Linked DNA regions of Hordeum vulgare: region 1 is linked to region 2. Evidence: chromatin contacts called from public Hi-C data. All regions are on one chromosome and are shown on one strand. Each heading gives the region's core, a stretch centred on a gene start, on an enhancer-like site or on the middle of the called end of the contact. The rest is flanking DNA. Distances are from core to core; before and after follow the strand shown.

Evidence for each region. Hi-C and Micro-C count contacts between places; a contact is called where the count stands out from the background.
Region 1: a Hi-C map of seedling shows a contact between it and region 2, with 4 times the contacts expected there. The contact joins the enhancer-like site here to the promoter of LOC123429856 in region 2. A contact is called at or near these places in 3 of 6 Hi-C or Micro-C datasets (leaf and seedling).

The regions. Positions count from the first base shown.
Region 1 is chr2H:167,575,964-167,578,663 of MorexV3_pseudomolecules_assembly, forward strand. No RefSeq gene overlaps it. Among protein-coding and RNA genes, the nearest start is that of LOC123429856, 42 kb to the left of the region's middle. Within about 2 kb of position 1,343, at least 3 of the 3 cell types and tissues checked have open chromatin away from gene starts, as enhancers often do. A contact at or near this core is called in leaf and seedling, where this site is marked.
Region 2 is chr2H:167,534,449-167,537,148 of MorexV3_pseudomolecules_assembly, forward strand. LOC123429856 (organic cation/carnitine transporter 2-like) reads right to left here and starts at 1,302. Exons shown (of 1, transcript XM_045113831.1): 1 at 1-1,302. The coding sequence starts at 1,223.

The DNA of each region.
Region 1 (2,700 bases), core at 93-2,592, 42 kb after region 2:
CAAACGACATTGGTCGGGAGTCAAGAATGTCTTTCGATAGCTCCAAGGCACAAAGGATCTTGGCCTATTTTTTCAATTCCAGGAAAAACTGTACTCTGGTATAATTGGATATACAGATGCTGGATATTTATCTGATCCCCATAATGCTAGATCGCAGACCGGCTTTGTGTTCCTACATGGTGGAACTGCTATATCATGGAAGTCTTCGAAACAGACCCTAGTTGCAACATCTACCAATCATTCTGAAATAATTGCTTTATATGAGGCATCGCGTGAATGCATGTGGCTTCGCAGAATGATAAACCACATACAACAGTCATGTGGAATTGGTTCTATCGAATCACCTACCATTATCTATGAAGATAATGCGGCTTGTGTTGCACAGATGCAAACATGATACATAAAGAGCAATATCACTAAGCATATTGCCCCTAAGTTGTTTTATCCCCATGAACTCCAGAAAAGTGGTGAAATCAACATCTTGCAAGTCAAGTCATGTGATAATCTTGCTGATCTTTTCACAAAGTCTCTACCAGCTTCAACATTCCAGAAATACCTTCATGGAATTGGTATGCGACGGCTCCAAGATTTGCAAGAGTCAGGGGGGGTATCTTCCTGAACTGTTCCTGTTCAAAGCCTCATATTACACTCTTTTTCCCTTTCTGAGTTTACTTTAGAGGTTCTCATCAAGGTTTTTAATGAGGTAATATCAACATAAGATCATATGTCATACTATCTGTTTTCCCCACCGGGGTTTTTAGGAAAGTATATACGACATATTTATTGCCCTCTTATTCTATGGATACATTTCATATAGAGTTGACGGAGGCAATAATCATTATATGCGGTATCATTTTCTTCTTATTTTCCCACAGGGTTTGAAGGAGTTTTAGCTGCATATACTACACCACTCCTTATATTTTTCCCACAGGGTTTTTGGAGGAGACAATTTCAAGATGATGAACACGCTCAAGGACAAGTATAGATTAGGGGGAGTGTTAGAATTTAATTAATTATGTAATTAATTAAGTAATCTCTACTTGTAACCGCACGTGGATCTCTCCCACGATGCGGAACCGACATATCCTTCCTGGAGCGTCGCCTCCAGGAACCGCCTTTCCCCTGACATATAAGTGTTCATCATTAAGGAATAATACAGACAGTTGATTCATTTTACATCTCTCTTGTTTAGATTACAACACGATCGAGCTAATTGAACAGTGATAATGCTTTACGTCCCACGTGGCAATTAAAAAAAAAACTGAGTCGTTATCCAATAGCATCCTCCCGATCTACGGCAGGTGGGGTCCTCCAACTAGCGAGGGGTCCCGCTCAACCCACCGTACGTGCGTGAGATTATCGCCTGCATTATGTGATGTGGTCCGCCCGATCTGCACTGCCGCGTCAACAGCAATCTCGACCGGCGCCAGCAACCGGAGGAGACCACTCCTCTGTTGCGGTTTTCGAGCGGACCGGCTTCGAGGACCCGACCCCGGCTTACTCGTCGCCGGCTGGCTAGCCGCGGGTCACGCCATCGGGGTGTATGGTTCGTGTGGCGTCATGTCCGCCGAGTTTGTCATGCACGCATGATTGATCGCCAGGCCACGCACGCAGGCGTCGTGCATGCTCGCCGGAGCGTTCGTTGCCCGTCGTCTTCGTTATCACGGAAGCGGGAGGAGCTCTGGGTCTGCTAGTCTCTGCCGAGACGATGACACATGATATGCTTACGGGGGTGGTGTGATGGTTCGTCGGTTTCGTGGTATAGCGCATTATTTTGGCCTGGAATCGTGCGTTTCGCTTATCCTCGACCTGGAGTCTGGAGAGCAGCGGGAGGGATGGACGGACGAGCTGCTTGCTTCTCTGCCGACGGGACGCTTTCCTGGAGAGCTAGCTCTTTTGTCTGCTTAACGTGTTGGCGTGTGTACGTTTCCCTTAACATAAAAAGTGATCATGTCTTGCTGCATCAACATACGTTTAGGGATGAGGTTATTTAGCCCGGCCGCTTGCGTCCCGCATCCTGCACTTGCTGGTTCCTCACTCCATGATGCTAATTTTTCCTCCACAAGACTGTCTCTCATGCAGTAACGTTAGCCTTTCCAACTACTCCCCCCGTTCCTAAATATAAGTCTTTTAAGATATTCGATTTGAATAGGAGTCTACATACAAAGCAAAATAAGTAAATCTATACTTTAAAATATATCTATATACATCCGTATGTAGTCTACTAGTAGAATTTCTAAAAAGACTTATATTTAGGAATGGAGGGAGTACTCGATTGTGATGCCACCGCTTTCTAATAAGGAAAAAGAATCAGAAAAGATTGTTGGCTTTTCGTCACAGCATCGATCACATCAAAATATCATAAACACATGCGATAAACATTTTTATCAAGGATCCTTGTTGTGTCTTTATTTTCCTCTTTATTGGTTTTCTCTTTTTCTCTTCATACAAACTTAAAACACTATGCATGTGTATATATGTACACAGCCATAGAAGCAAACACAACTAGAAACGACTCCGACACACTCTTTCTGTTCTAATCAAACTTATCAAAACTAATTAACCGGTAAGTTGTTTAATAAAAACTTGCTAACTAAAACTTTAATATGTTTGGATTATCTACCAATCACTTTGTAATTGAAACATCCAACTCTTTACACGAGAAACATACGCACGATCATCTCTTCATCTCGTTATGAC
Region 2 (2,700 bases), core at 52-2,551:
GCGCCGCCCTGCGGGATGATGACGCACGCGAGGCTCCACACCCCCGCCGCCCCTGTGAGCCCGATCACCGAGCTCCGACGGTTGATCCTGCCCATCAGGAGCCACGAGAGGATGGACGACGGCAGCTCGGCCAGCGCGTTGTACGTGACGCTCAGGTAGAGGTTGGACCCCAGGTTGCCGACGTTGAGCGGCATGCCGTAGTAGACCATGCCGACGCCGAAGCTGGCCGTCATGATCGCCGCTAGCCTCCGGAGCGCCCACGGGCGCTCCCACATGGAGTGCAGCGTGGCGAACACGCTGTCACCGCTGCTCTCCCCCGCCGTGTCATTGTTCATGGTGCAGGCGTGCAGCATGGAGAAGCTGGACGTGATGCTGTTGCCGTTGAGCGAGGCGATCTGCTGCAGCGTCTCGATGGCGTCCTGCTTCCGGCCGCGCACCAGAAGCCATCGTGGCGACTCCTGGACGAGGAAGTAGAATAGGATGGAGTAGCAGAGGGAAGGCACGGACGTCCACAGATACATGTTCCGCCACGATTCCTCCCGGAACGTGTAGGCGAGCGCCGGGAGCGACAGGAACCCGAGGGTGAAGCAGAAGAACCCCGCCACGCACACCGTGTCGCGCCACCTCTTGCCGACGAGCTCCGTGGAGAGGACCAGCGTGCACGTGCCAACCATGGACCTGCCGAACCCGGACATGAAACGCAGGGCGGCGTACACCCACACGTTCGGCGAGAACGCGGTGAGCACGCCAGCGACGGACATGGACACAATGGACACGAGCAGCATCTTCCTGCGGCCCAGGAGCGAGTCGGCGAGCGTCGTGAGGAGGAAGCCGCCGGCGAGGCAGCCGGCGAAGAACGAGGATGCCGGGAGGGAGACGAGCGCCGGGCCGGCGCACTTGAGCGACCACTCCGAGATCACCGACGTCACGGCCGGGCGGTCCCACGCCCACGCGCCGGACGGGAGCGCGCACGGCGATGCCGTGGCAGCCGAGCAGGACGCGTCGGCGCCGGTGCAGTGCCACCGAGGCTCGGCGTCGGTGAACACCGAGATGAACACCTGCTGCGCGTCGAAGGCCCACGCGAAGGCCAGCAACACGGCCTTGAGGAGCTGCAGGGCGCCGGTGGCGCCCATGTACGTCTCGATGGTGTCATCGATCGACGGTGCCTTGGCCGGCCTTGTTTTGTGGCTTGTCAGGAGCGGGGCGGCGGCCGTGTCAGCCATTCGCACGGTTCGCGGGCGCGCTTTTGTGCGTTTGCCGCTAGCTTATCTTGGCTGCTCACTGGTTGTGTGGGGAGAAGGATGAGAGTGTGGGGGTATTTATACGGGCGGGATAGGGGTACGTCAACGGAGCAGCGCAGTGCAGGTGCTCCAACAAGGATTTCAACGCACAAGATCGATTGCTATGGGGATCGACGAGCTGCATTATTCATGGATTGAATAATGTGAGGACACCCGCAGCACATGTGAGATCCAGTCACGATATGTTAAATATATGGATATATATATGGGAGGGGGTGTATCCTTGATGACCTGAGGGTCCACGTAGGCAACAAACCATGCATAGGGCATTTGGGTAATCACCCCCCCTACGTACTCCGGTGCTCCTGCTCCACCGCCGTCATGTGAAGCCCAGTCACGATATTGATCCGCATGTTATGGCGTACGAGCTCGTAGATTAGCTAGCGCCAGATCATTTTGAGGAAAACGGGCATAAAACTTCGTCATCTCTTGGATCGGTTCCAGTTGGTACCGCCGTATGGTTACATCAAAAGTTTCTTTGCTGTTTTTGTCTTCCCTTTTTTCGTTCACTCAAAGTACCCTTGATATTGTTTTAGGGAAAAAAAGTATCTTTGCTACCCTTTCCAGTATCATGCTAATCATGGTACTCAAATCTTATGGTCATATTCACAGAAATACTCGTATAAGCCATACGAAGTTGAGAGGGGCGTTTTGTCACCGAGGAGCATTGTTATCAAAACGTGCTTTAAACATATTTTAAAATGTCATAAAATTTTGAAATGTAGTCTGGCACGTATATCTCTACATTATAGATAATCATAAAGTTGGTTCGGAAAAATCGGCAACTTTTGTGTCGCGTGTGAAAAAAGGCCATTTTTGATGTTTCAAAGTGCTTTTTGCGGCATCTTTTTATCATTTTTATGGAGGGCATACAAAAAAATCGATCTTCCACAAAACTTAACATACGCACATAGAATATCGAGTTGTACGCGCCAAATTTTTGTTCAGCATTTTTTGATATTTTAACATGTTTTTAGGTGTGGCAGGAGCATATGCTCCCATGTGCCAAAGTAAATTTCCATACGAAGTCATGGTACTTCTAGGGTGCCATGTGTTTACTTGGTTTTGGAATGGTCAGCAATGTCTCTTGACTGTTTCGTTATCTTATTATTATTATTTTTTAAATTGCAACCAACGATAATAAATTCATTTTTCCAGGAACGGTTGGTTGATTCTATGCTATAGTCTGTATCCCGGAATATGTGTCACGCATCTTTGACTTTAGACTCTTGAAACCAGGCAAATTTACTTCACGGCCAAAATGAAACATTGTAACCGGCGATGTGGCAAGGTTTCGCTAGCAGCATGGTCAGGACATAAATATAATCAGATCCATCCACTTCCTCCATTCCTATATATAAGTCATTTTAGAGATTTCAATATAAACTAGATAGAAAGA